3 separate regions of the Sus scrofa genome follow, and all the other regions are linked to region 2. A link is a contact called in public Hi-C data. All regions are on one chromosome and are shown on one strand. The core of a region is the stretch at or near the end of the contact, and the rest is flanking DNA. Distances in the headings are between cores, read along the strand shown. Region 1 overlaps LOC102164693 (a long non-coding RNA gene). Region 2 overlaps JMJD1C (probable JmjC domain-containing histone demethylation protein 2C). Region 3 has its middle 190 kb from the start of JMJD1C.

Evidence for each region. A called contact is a pair of places that touch in the nucleus more often than the background predicts.
Region 1: a Hi-C map of retroperitoneal adipose tissue shows a contact between it and region 2, with 2.0 times the contacts expected there. The contact joins two enhancer-like sites. A contact is called at or near these places in 1 of 5 promoter capture datasets (fetal liver) and 15 of 47 Hi-C or Micro-C datasets (brain, embryonic fibroblasts, epiblast stem cells and 8 more).
Region 3: a contact with region 2 is called in a Hi-C map of retroperitoneal adipose tissue, with 3 times the contacts expected there. The contact joins two enhancer-like sites. A contact is called at or near these places in 1 of 5 promoter capture datasets (liver), 21 of 47 Hi-C or Micro-C datasets (alveolar macrophages, embryonic fibroblasts, epiblast stem cells and 11 more) and 2 of 2 datasets of contacts at active chromatin or transcription factors (alveolar macrophages and skeletal muscle).

The regions. Positions count from the first base shown.
Region 1 is chr14:67,089,310-67,093,899 of Sscrofa11.1, reverse strand. It overlaps LOC102164693 (a long non-coding RNA gene), which reads right to left. Exons shown (of 3, transcript XR_307586.3): 2 at 1,123-1,272. Among named protein-coding and RNA genes, the nearest start is that of JMJD1C, 120 kb to the right of the region's middle. Within about 2 kb of position 3,004, at least 8 of the 83 cell types and tissues checked have an H3K27ac peak or open chromatin away from gene starts, as enhancers often do. A contact at or near this core is called in retroperitoneal adipose tissue, where this site is marked.
Region 2 is chr14:66,686,771-66,691,125 of Sscrofa11.1, reverse strand. JMJD1C (probable JmjC domain-containing histone demethylation protein 2C) reads left to right here. Exons shown (of 26, transcript XM_021073644.1): 4 at 1,144-1,249. The coding sequence starts at 1,243. Among named protein-coding and RNA genes, the nearest start is that of NRBF2, 99 kb to the right of the region's middle. Within about 2 kb of position 2,180, at least 3 of the 83 cell types and tissues checked have an H3K27ac peak or open chromatin away from gene starts, as enhancers often do. A contact at or near this core is called in retroperitoneal adipose tissue, where this site is marked.
Region 3 is chr14:67,159,114-67,163,406 of Sscrofa11.1, reverse strand. No RefSeq gene overlaps it. Among named protein-coding and RNA genes, the nearest start is that of JMJD1C, 190 kb to the right of the region's middle. Within about 2 kb of position 2,521, at least 52 of the 83 cell types and tissues checked have an H3K27ac peak or open chromatin away from gene starts, as enhancers often do. A contact at or near this core is called in retroperitoneal adipose tissue, where this site is marked.

The sequences.
Region 1 (4,590 bases), core at 1,755-4,254, 400 kb before region 2:
GTGCTTGAAGTAGAAGCACCACAGTTGATTTTTCCCATTGCTGGCTAAGCCTACTTGCCTTTAAATCAAATAACCACGTTAACATTTAGATGGGAATTCCAAGGGTGGATCAGCTCCATTTCAGAGGGTGGAGGAGGCAACCAGATGGATCACTCAGCTCCATCTGAATGAGGATCTGAGTGTAAATGACCTTGGAGGATTTGGATTTTCCATATTGAATCTCTCTCAGCTCTGCTGGCATTTTTCTTCCTCTGGAGATAGGTAAGGAGAGCTATTAGACCTCTCATTACATGTTTTTGATTCATTATAATTTAAATGGAAGGGAGTGCCCGTTGTGGCACAGCAAAAACAAATCCAACTAGGAACCACGAGACTGTGGGTTCAAACACTGGCTTTGCTCAGTGGGTTAAGGATCCAGCATTGCTGTGAGCTGTGGTATAGGTCGCAGATGTGGCTAGGATCTGATGTTGCTATGGCTGTGGCATAGGCTGGCAGCTGTAGCTCCGACTTGACCCCTAGCCTGGGAACCTCCACATGCTGTAGGTGTGGCCCTAAAAAGCAAAATAATAATAATAATAATAATTTAAATGACAGGAATTCACACATCAGCCAACTACAGCTCCCAAGACTGTCCCCTGTGATCCTCACTTCCTTGTATTTATGTCTTTGGGCAGTCTCCTCCCACAGTGGATCAGGGCTGAGGGCTGCTCTGTGTTATGTTTTCTGTTTTTTTTTTTTTTTTTTGTCCTTTTGCTATTTCTTGGGCCGCTCCCGCGGCATATGGAGGTTCCCAGGCTAGGGGTCTAATCGGAGCTGTGGCCGCCAGCCTATGCCAGAGCCACAGCAACGCAGGATCCGAGCAGCGTCTGCAATCTACACCACAGCTCACGGCAACACCGGATCGTTAACCCACTGAGCAAGGGCAGGGACCGAACCCGCAACCTCATGGTTCCTAGTCGGATTCGTTAACCACTGCGCCACGACGGGAACTCCCCCCTTGTTCTCTTGGGTTGCTCAGTCTGGGGGAAGCCAATTGCTACACTCGTAGAACACTTAAGCAGCACTACAGAGTTCACGTGGAAAGGAACTGAGGTCTTCCATCAGTAGAGAGCACCACCTTACCAGCCATGTGAATGACCCCTTGGAAACGGATCCTCCATGATGCGTCAAGTCTTCACAAGGCTTCAGCTGACATCTCGCTACAACCTCCTGAGAGAACCCTCCAAGCCAGAACCACCTATCGAAACTGTTAGAATTCCTGACCTAGAGAAGCTGTGAAAGATAATACACAATTACTGTTATGAAGTTTATTTTAAGTTTTGGGGTGATTTGTTATGCAGCAATAGATAACATTCATCTTGTCCTTTAAAAAGATAGCATTGTTATTGTTATAAACAAACTTATGACTAGAATTTTCTATCTCGTGATATTAAAAATGTGGAAAATAAGAGTCCCCATTGTGGCTCAGTGGGTTAAGAACCCAACATGGTGTCCATGAGGATGCAGGTGCGATTCCTGGCCTCAGTGGGGTTAAGGATCCAGTGTTGCCATGGCTGTGGTGTAGGCCTATGGCTAAAGCTCCAATTCAGCCTCTAACCTGGGAACTTCCATTTGCCACAGGTGTAGTCATTTAAAAAAAAAAATGTGGAAAATAAATTCACCTGTAACTTTTCTAGAAGAGAAAATTCCAAGTTCCATGCTAAGAACTGGTACAGCAGAAGTTGTGACTATAAAGAAGCCAAATAACCTAAATTTGTTAAATTGTGGTGTTTTAGGAACTCAGCCTGCCTGACAATAGAAAGCACAAAAATATTTGGATCTTTTGTTTTTATGTCACAAACAGTTCCAAAGTTCAGAGGAAGGAACTTTGATGTTTCCTTTACACCAAAGCAAACTAAGCTGTGCTATTTTTTATCTGAGAATAGGAAGTTATGTGATTTTGAATTCTGAATATCGGTCAGAATTATTCACAACAAATACTTCCTAGACTGTACCTTCTAATCAAAACCTGCCACCAAATAAGTGCTTTTGTTTTGTTTTCATTTTTGTTTTTCTAGAAACCTGCCCACCTTTAACAGGAATCTGAACTAATAGAATTTATTAAGTCATAGACTCATTTTCTGTGCAAACATCCCCCAAACTTAAAATGTTACATTCTACTCTACTAGCCTGCATCTCCTCTACTAGCCTGCATCTGCTCTTAACAGCTGGAAGTCCCTTCTTACCCACAACATAATATCTAAAGGGCTAAACACTGACACTTTGGTACCATTTTAGTCAGTTTCAAGTTTATTTTGCATCCATTATCTTATTTGAATCTTAAAACCACTCTGTAGGTGGGCAACTCATTCCATTTAATAGATAAGAAGACTGAGGCCCAGAGATGTTATTCACCAGCCTCATTTCCCTGAACAATTTACCAAGCTACTTTACCTCTCTGAGAAAGGAGTGGGTTGGGCTGCTTGCTGAAGTCTCTCCCAGTCCTAAAATTTCTTTATTCCAAGCAACTTTAGCGTGATCCAGTCAGTATGTGAGACACAGAAAGCACAGACTTGAAGTTAGATGATCTGGATCTTTGTTCTACCATTTGCTGGCCTTGAATACTTGGAGGAATCATTTAAACTTCCCGAGTCTCAGTGGCCTTGTCCACAGAAAAGGGTTAACAAGATATACCTGATAGAATTATTTTGCAGGCCAAATGAAATAAAATATGTTGCTCATAGGCTCTGGGAACTTGATCTAGTTACTCTCTCCGTGCCCCAGGTTCTCATGCATAAAATATGGAGTAGAGGCAGGAAGTAAGTTCAGTTTTGGTTAACTACAGTGGGTGCAGTGATGTGTCCCAAGACCCCCTCCAGCACTCACTGCCCAGCTGCCTGGGACTTGTCAGCTAACTGTTTTCATCTTAGTCCCTCTAGAAAATTGCTTACAGCTGAAAGCAGCTGCCCTAGCCAAGGTCATGTCCTCTTCCTAGGAAGCAGCTCCGATCCAATGACCGTCATTTCAGAGCTCTAAAGCACAAGCCCTCTTGCCTCAATATGGGAAAAATATGAAAGGCTATCCCAACTCCAAAGCTCCTCATGAGATTGGCAGAGCCCACTGTTCTAGCAGCACAGCTCAACCTCTCTATCTGCTCAGTCTTGTTTCCTTCAATCCTTTGCAGATGCTGTTCCTAAGAGCACTCACCCCCAGAAATTTCTTGCATGCAATCTTAGAGTCTGTTTTTTGGGAACCCAACCATCCTGTTGTAATATGACAGTAGTGAGATAACAGATAAGAAAGTGTTTTGAGAACTGTAAAGTTATCAAGAACATTGGATACCATTTACTGTAGCATAGTGAGGTTTATCTAGAAGATCCTGAACTGATATATTGTTTTAATTCCTCCCCTAAATTGGGTTCCTCTGCAGCCATGCGGCCATTGTGGTCCCAGGGAAGAGAAAGGGCAAAGGTCACTTTGCACAGAAGTAGGATATGATGTAAGAGCAGCACCTTCCAGCGGAGAAGGCAAATTTAGGGAAAGTTGCAGTTTAGGGAGGGAAAGGAGAGATGAGGAAAAGGAACTTGGAGTGTGTGTGGTTCCCATACTTTAACTCTGTTGAGGTGGAGTCTGTGTGGGGTGGTGATAGAAACATACAGATAGATTCAGGTGAACCATGGGGCTAGTGGTTGCCTCCTCTGGGAATAGGCAGAGGGAAGCTGTGAGATAGGAGAAACTCCATTAGCTTTGTGTGGCTTAGAAGCAGTGGCCTGGCATCTGCAAAAAGAGCCCCATCCTTAGTGCCCTGCACGTGGCTGGTGGAAAACAGGTAATGCAGAACCTCAGGCATGCCTTTCTCTTGCTCCATCCAAGGGAGGCCAAGACCCTGAAGATAGGGACAGGCTGGCAGAAGCCCTGAGCTGCGAAGAGGAGGAAAGAACTCTATAAGAACATCTGAACACAAAAACCTGTTGAAGATAGGACAAGTTAACTTTAAGGAGAAATCTTTTTTTTTTGTCTTTTGTCTTTTGAGGGCTGTACTCTCAGCATACGGAGGTTCCCAGGCTAGGGGTCTAATCGGAGGTGTAGCTGCCCGCCTACGCAACAGCCACGGCTACATCAGATCCTAGCCACATCTGCAACCTACACCACAGCTCATGGCAACACCAGATCCTTAACCCACTGAGTGAGGCCAGGGATAGAAACCGCAACCTCATGGTTCCTAGTCAGGTTCGTTAGCCACTGAGCCACGACGGGAACTCCCCAAGGAGAAATCTTGATGAGATAATGCCAGTCTGGGAAAGGGTTTGAAGATTGCACAGTAGTCAGGGAGGCAGAAAAAAAAATCATTGCCTACCATCATGTAGAAATAAATGTTTTCTTTATAAAAATATTAAAAACATAGATTGATAAATAAGTGTAAAGTGACATATGTTTTGGTTTGTGGTCTGCTCATGTTTTATATTTCAGAGATGTTTACTTCACATCCTATTCCCTTTTTAACAGCATTAATGCTTTGGCCTTGTGCTATGTTCCAGTATATAATACATTCCCTATTTATAGTTCTGATAGCTTTAGTTTTCTGGAAACTCTGTCTACTGAATTTTGCCA
Region 2 (4,355 bases), core at 931-3,430:
AATTTTAAAGGTCTTTACTTCTGTTTGTTGATGTTCACCAGGCATAAATGAAATGTCAGAGTATTTACCACAATGTTATTTCATAAATACAGAGTAGTCCCTTAACACAGTAAGGGGATGAGAAGAAAAGTGCTTTATTTACTTGGGTAAACTTTAGGGCAGAAGAGTGAAGTATTTCCTGCTTGATAGAGATTCTTTGTACTCGTCAGCCACCTTTTGCCTTTTCTAAATTAAATTGCCAAATTATTTTTATTTGCCAGGTAAAAGTCCCTTCATTTAGCTCCTTCTGTTCACTGGTTTCCATGATCTGCTAGTCCACTTTTAAAAGGGCCGCCAAATTGACAGTGCTGCTTTGTTGTTCTTCCCAGCTCTACTCTAGGGCTCCTGCCGCTGATCTCAAATGCAGGAGCAGCAGAGGTGCTTTGAGAGAGAGAGAACAGAATGTCAAAGAGTCCAGCGGGGGACCAGCAGATTGTGGGAAACCATGTGACTGTGTGATTCACATCTCCAAGGAGAGAGAACCGGTTGTTTCTGTGTCTAGATCCACCCTGTTATGAGGATAATACCATCAATAATGTAATTTTAATTGCCTGGATGCTTTGACAGTGGCTTGAAAGAATAAAACTTAGCAGTGAAGTTACTGGTCAGATGAGTTCAAGTACAACTTAATTTGATGACATTTAAATCAAAATCGTGGATTATAACGTGTAGTTTACAGCTGATATTTTAGGCATTATGGGGAGAGGTATCTCATCTTTGTGTATATATGTATTGTCACTAAAATATTCACCTAGATTCTTTGGCTTCCAACCTTAGATGACCTGAAGCTCTTTCTTTGGTTTGTATATTGCTTCTAACAGTAAAACTCTTTAAAAGGTGACTTGTATAAGACTTAAAGTTAGAAAACACATTTGTAAATTTCAAATTTTGTCTTAAGACATTGTCAAAGATCAAATCTTACCATGGGTTAATTTCTTAGGCTCTGTTGTTATTGCTAATGAACTATAACTTCTAAGTTTGCATTTTTGCATACACTTAGATCAAGGAATTTTCTTCAGTCCTTAGAACATATAGGAGAGAAAGTTGATAACATTTATGATAGGACAGCGTAACATGGACCTTTTTTTTAATCTATAATTCTAGGACGACATAGACAGCCTAAACCCAGTTCTCAGGGACAACCCGCAACTTCAGGAAGAAGTGAAAGTCTGGGTAAAGGAACAAAAGGTTCAGGAGATTTTTATGCAAGGTAACTATTGTGAAGTTATGCATTAATAATTTTTTTTTTTGAAACTGGGCAATTTCTCATGTTTGATTTTGGTTGTTCAGTTACATGCAATATAAATAGAAGACCCAGTCTAATATTTTGAGTTATATACAGTCCAGGGAAAGTAATAGCAAAATTAGAATAATTTCAATAGGAAGTTGACAACTTCACCAGCTTTCTAACTAATTTGAGCTAAATGCCTGGAATGAAATTAACCACACAGGTGTTTTGTTGATGGGAAAATTTCCACATTACAGAATGCTTTAGGCGTGTCCTTCCTGGAGAAGGAATCATTGTTTGCTGTGGAGGGTTGCCCAAAGCCACAGTTAATTTCCTATGAAGAATGCTGTTGGTATTTGATAAAAGTGGCCTGTTTCAGTTTGCCTTCCTCAGCAGTGACCGCAATACTAGTCTTAATTTTGTTTCCCTTTTTTTTTTTTTCAGTAAGTTATAAGTTTGTTTTCAAACCACTAAGATTTTTGATGCTTAGGGATTTCTTTTCCTGTCAGTAAAATCATATATTATAAATGTAAACTTTTCGTGAAATTGGGCTGAAACTGGGACAATATGACATGAAGTATCAATACTGAGTTGAGTGTTTTGGTTGGTGTTTTGTTTTATTTTATTTTATTTTATTTTATTTTATTTTATTTTATTTTTTTGCTCTGCCCCACAACATGTGGAAGTTCCAAGGCCAGGGATGAAATCCGCGCCACAGCTGTGACCTGGGCTGCTGCAGTGACAAGGGCAGATACCTAATTCACTGTGCCACAAGGGAATTCCCTAGCTAAATGTTTTTTCAAAGGAATTTTCTTGTTAAATTCTCATATTTATCCCAACCTCAACTTCCATCCCATTTAACTTAAGCATTAGTAAAAGTAATCTCAAAGTTGTGGCTGTTTGTCTTTGTATGAGTGTTTTGCTTTCTAGGGCCGCATCTTCGACATATGGAGGTTCCCAGATTAGGGGTCCAATCGGAGCTGTAGATGCTGCCCTATACCATTGCCGCAGCAACGCCAGATCTGAGCCACTCCTGTGACCTACACCACAGCTCACAGCAACGCCAGATCCTTAACCCACCGATCAAGGCCAGGGATCGAACCTGCGTCCTCATGGATCCTAGTCAGATTTGTTTCCGCTGCACCATGATGGGAACTCCTCCTCTTTGTAGTTTTTATAGCAGCAGATCATTTAATAAATTCTCCTTAGCTAAATATTTTTTAAACTTTTAATGTGGAGACTTTGAAACAGACACAGAAATAGGATATTTCAGTGAATTTCCATGTGTTTTTCTCCTGGCTCCAACAACTGTAAAGCCTTGATAGATTCTGCCCCACCCATACTCTCATGTATTTCCATCAATTTGTTGACACTGCTGTGTGTTTCTGTTTTGTTTTGTTTTTTGCTTTTTTTTTTTGTCTTTTTGTCTTTTTGCCATTTCTTGGGCTGCTCCCTCGGCATATGGAGGTTCCCAGGCTAGGGGTCTAATTGGAGCTCTAGCCTCCGGCCTACACCAGAGCCATAGCAACACAGGATCTGAGTCACATCTGCAACCTACACCACAGCTCATGGCAACGCTGGATCCTTAACCCACTGAGCAAGGGCAGGGATCTAACCTGCAACCTTATGGTTGCTAGTCAGATTCGTTAACCACTGAGCCATGATGGGATCTCCTGTTTTTTGCATTTAGGGCCACGCTGGTGGCATATGAAAGATCCCAGGCTAGGGGTCAAATAGGAGTTACAGCTGCTAGCCTACGTCACAGCCATGGCAATGCCAGATCCTTGAACCCACTGAGTCAGGCCAGGGATCTAACCAGGGTCCTCATGGATCCTAGTTGGGTTCATTACCACTGATCAGTGACAGGAACTCTGCTGTGTTCTTATTTTATTTCATTTATTTATTTATTTTTTTACTTTTTAGGGCCACACCCGCAGTATGTGGAAGTTGCCAGGCTAGGGGTCAGATTGGAGCTACAGCTGCCAGCCTACACCACAGCCTCAGCAACGCAGGATTTGTACCACATCTTCAACCTATACCACAGCTCCTGGCATTAGCACATTCTTAACTTGCTGAGCGATGCCAGGATCAAACCCATATCCTCATGGGTCTTAGTTGGGTTGGTTAACCACTGAGCCATGAAGGGAACTCCCTACTATGTTCTAGTTTTTGTCTTTTTGTCTTCTTTTGTCTTTTTGTTGTTGTTGTTGCTATTTCTTGGGCCGCTCCCGCGGCATATGGAGGTTCCCAGGCTAGGGGTTGAATCGGAGCTGTAGCCACCGGCCTACGCCAGAGCCACAGCAACTCGGGATCCGAGCCACATCTGCAACCTACACCACAGCTCACGGCAACGCCGGATCGTTAACCCACTGAGCAAGGGCAGGGACCGAACCCGCAACCTCATGGTTCCTAGTCGGATTCGTTAACCACTGCGCCACAACGGGAACTCCTATGTTCTAGTTTTAAACAAAGCCACCATACCATTACCTTGCTGAAAATTAATTTTTCCTTAATACCAAATACTGAATACTCAGGTTCAAGATTCCATTTGTCTCATATATGTCTTTAGTCACTTTTCACGTGATTGATTTTCTATTTTACTTTTAATTTACTTTTAATCTGGGATCCACAAAATGTCCACAGATTGATGGTTGATATGACATTTCTGTTGCTCTTTTTTTTAACCCTTATCTTTTTTCCTTCCTTTCTTAGCAATTTATTTGTTGAAAAGCCAGGCTAATATTTTCTAAAGTAATTTTTTGTTTCTTCCTCATGTTCCTAAAGGCGAAGAAGTTGAGTCAGTAGTCCATTTTTATCCTAAGCAGAATTACTTGAGGCTGACTTTATTTTTTTATTTTTTATTTTTTATTTTTCTTGTCTCTGCCTTTTCTTGGGCCGCTTCCACGGCATATGGAGGTTCCCAGGCTAGGGTCTAATTGGAGCTGTAGCCACCAGCCTACGCCAGAGCCACAGCAACTCGGGATCCAAGCCACGTCTGCGACCTACACCACAGCTCGTGGCAACGCCGGATCCTTAACCCACTGAGCAAGGCCAGGGATCGAACCTACAACCTCATGGTTCCTAGTCG
Region 3 (4,293 bases), core at 1,272-3,771, 470 kb before region 2:
AATTAATGGATCAAATCCTACCATATATTAAACAAAAAGTTTAAAATTTAAATACAAGGAAGAAAATGAGACAAATTCTAGAAGAGGGAAAAAATGAAGTATTTATGTTATAGGTTACTAAATTCAAGGAAAAAATCTGAAAAGAGAATTATTAACTATCCATGAAAAAGGAAATGCCTTTTATCAAGGTACCAGTTCAGTTATTTTCCTGGTAATATCATGGCATTTCAAGAAATGATTTTATCTTGTTTCCCAATAAATTACCTAAACAAATATTACTTGCATAACAGCTGAATAAATTTAGACCAGTTGCAATGTATTTATATACATTCTTGAAATCAAAATTTGCATTTCTTATACAGTTAAAATAGGAAAAGAGGTAATCTAGCCACTAAAATGAATGTTTAAAGGATTAAATCCCATTTTCATTTGATTCTTTCTCTCTCAAGAAAAAAGGCTATGCCTGATACTTCAGTATGAAAAGAACAAAACTCTCATTTACTGTCTTTAGCAGACTTATTGTTGCAATTATTATAGTATTATAGAATACATGTATCCAAATGGCAGAAAAATTGACTAAAATGCATATTACCCTATACAAATCTTAACATTCAATTATCTGCTAAAATAATATGTTCATTAAATATACTAATAACATTAAAAGGCTACCATTATTACAGAATGCAGCGTACAATTCTGGAGTTTAAATACACACTCCATTTTAGTATGCTTCCTCCAGAGTAGAATACATGAAATCAATTTTTTTAACATGGAGGTAGATAATAAAAAGTATTTTTAACCAAGAAAGAAAAAAGGAAAAAAGAACCATTAGCTCCCAGGCCAAGAATTCATTGGGAACCTGAATGTAGGTAAAGTTGTTTTCCTGAAACTTACTCTTCAGTGGAACTTTTCTATATTGAAAAATGTGATTGAACAACCTATTAAGGTTCTACCATTCTATAGCACTTTTTGGCAGCTTACAATGCACATTTAAATACGCAGATTCTCTGAACAGCTCTGTGAGATAGAGAGGACAAAAATTCTTCTTAAAGTCCATGAACCTGGCAAACTGACCCTCTTCAAATTGAATTTAGTCCATGTTCCTATTTGTCTATTTTTGTGAAACTTGCAAGGATTTTTTTTTTAATTAGTTGCCAATATTTAAAAGTTTAGAGCTTTCACATTAAAATAAAGAACTGGCTGCCCCAGTGGCTCACATTCCAAAGTGGCAGTAATTGGTTTGAAGTGAGTTAGGTAGAAGCTACCTCATTTTTGAGGGCTTTTTCTCTCCAATTCATAACAACCCCAGTCAGTCTCAATTGCACCGAAAACTGAGACACAGATTCAGTTGCTATTTATCAAGTTTTATGGGGCTTCTTTCTCTCATAACATGGCGTTTCTGGTCCCTGGGTCTGAGGAAAAATGAACTTGGTCACCCCAGTGTGAATTGGAGACTGGCACTTGCCTCTACATGGATTGAATCATGAGCCACTACAGCTGCTGACCCTCAACACCCCCTGAAAGGATCTCAGGGTGGAGGCATTCTATGCTCTGGGGAAACTAGCAGAACAGGACTAAAGATACTTAGATATTTTCAGAAGATTTTATAAGCCCAATTCTTGCATCTCCTCATATCTAGAAAAGCGCTAAAATTCTTCACGTTGACATTGGCTCCTTGTGACTAGCAGCAACCTTCTGTAAATGTATGCTTCACCAAAATCACATATATACTGACATTGCCCCCTAACTCTTGGAAGTGGTATTTCAGAGCTCTCTGAAACGCTGCCGCCCATGCTATAGTGCTCATTTTGCCCCAAATCAAACTTAATTCTCAAGTTTTAGGTTGTGCTGGGTTTTTTTTTTAAGTTGACACCAGTCACCCCAGGACCAGTGAGAACACATTACTCATAGGTAAGGCTTGGGGTATCTGTTGATAATTTGGAAATAACTTAGGAGGTTAAATATGGAAAAAACCATTCCAAATCCTCTCAAACTCTTCATTGTAGGAAGAGGAAACTGAGTTCCCAGAAGGCTAAAGAACTCACATCATATGGTACAGTGAACTTGCAGAAAAGCCCAGCCCAGAGACCAGGTCACTTAACTCCAGGTTTCTTCTACTAGGGGGAAAAAAAAAATCAGGAAAAAGAAGTAGCTACTGTACAGAGAAAAGGTAGTAGAGTAGGGACAAGATCTCCCTTCCCTCTCCCCTAGGCTGTGGCAAACAGCCAACTGCAGCTTGCTGCATATTTAATTTAAACCTTTGTCTGCCCTGGCAAGGACAAAGTACAATCTGTTTTATGTAAAAAGTCTTCCCTGAGGAAAGCCTTGGCCTCCAGCTGCGTAACTGATTGATGTTCTTAAAGCCCCCAGGAACCTCTGCTGGGATCTGAGGTTGTGGTTTCCAAAAAAAGAGTTCGTAAAAGGGAAGCACTGAAAATAATTTCCCCTCCTTTATTGTGTATCTCACAATCTGGGAGAGTTAGCCTGAAACACGAGGGGAGAACATGCAAGTAAAGACTCTGTATTTCAGAGTTCCACACGGAAGGGGAGGAGCTTTGGATGGCTCGGGGATGAGGCAGCCTATTTGCATAGCAAGCACTCTGCTTTTACTTAGATTGCCCATTCCAGTCACTAATGATATCAAAACGTTCTAAAGATGCTTTAGACACACTTGGCAGAAGACTAAGAGCATGGATGTTTTTATTTGGAGCGTTTGTGAAACATGCTAATAGAGATTGAAATCCATCTTATTTTGAGAATGTTGTGCTATTCCTGTTCCCATTCTGTCTTTAGGAGACCCTGATCTGGGGTGACACTTCTTATGAAAATAAGGCCAGTTATGAAATCTAGTTTTTGAGTTGCCTTCTGGATGTTCCTGGATTGGTCAGGGTCAGGGGAATCTCCTGCCAAGTTTTTGCTCTATCCTTTGTGATCTCTATACCCACTTGGGGCCCAGTGCACAGGTGGCAACACAGATGTGTACCCCTGACTCCCAGAGAGGGCAACACCACTATAAAAATTCTTACGCTAGGAGTTCCCTTCGTGGCACAGCAGAAACAAATCCGACTAAGAACTAAGGGGTTGCGGGTTCCATCCCTGGCCTCACTCAGTGGGTTAAGGATCCGACATTGCCTTGAGCTGTGGTGTAGGTCACAGACGTGGCTCGGATCCCAGTTGCTGTGGCTGTGGTGTAGGCTGGCAGCTGTAGCTCCAATTAGACGCCTAGCCTGGGAACCACCATGGGTGTGGGCCTAAAAAGCAAAAAAATAAAAATAAGAAAAGTTCTTAAGCTAACCAAGTTTAAACCTGGAGGACCAGCCCTTCCCTCTGGCCCTAAGGCCTGCCTGGAGCAGACTGTATGTCAGGCTGGGAGGAGGGCATAGATTAGGGTGCAAGGGCCTGCCTTCATCTTCTGGCTTAGGGGGCTGAACTTCAACTTGGAGTCAGAACAAAGCCGCTGCCAGCTCAGGGCTAAGGAGCTTGGGCTGGTCTTGGGGTGGAGCCAGGACCCAGAAACCAATGCCATGAGCCACCAGCTGGCTCTGGTCCCAGGAGCCTGTGCAGCTGCCGTGCAGGCCAGACTGGGCCTGCAGACTGTCACTGTGCCAGCAGCTCTATTAGACTCCCAGTCTCTGCTCCCGGCAGGCTCACACCCAGTGGCCTGTGTACTTTGGCAGCAGCCTACCTTAGGCGTGTTCTGAGGTGACTGAATAAATGTTCAGAAAAGCCACATCATCTGCTTGTTCTTATCATTCTGGACATTATATTGTTGTTCTAAAAACCCATAGAGGTCAAGGTGAATAGCTACAAACCCCTAAAGTTTGTTGACCTGATAAAAATGAAAGTGCTGGCGATTTTCCATAACTCTGTATGGTCTAATTTAAGTGCCCATCATTAGTACTCTAACTAGAACAACCAAGGCACCATGACTGTGGAAATAGAAATCCTCTACCACTATATCCAAATGGTGGGGGCAAATCCATGAATGGCAGCATTCGCAGCCATTTTTAGGAGTGCTTCCTGATACCTTGGGCATTCAGCTTTAATAATAAAGTTAACAGCAATTATATTGAGAAAAGGTCAAAAAAGGCAAATCTTTTTTTTTTTTTTTTTAAAGCGTTATACTGTTCCTTTTATATGCTAGATCATTTTCTGTATCAGTGGCTCGGTGGCTCTTCTCCGAGGCAACCAGTCCCACTGACCATCTAGGAACTTTTTCCAAAAGATTAAGTTTGATCTCTTCCTAATCTTGTCCCCCACCAAACATGTTTGGCCTCTCCAGCTTGGTCACAA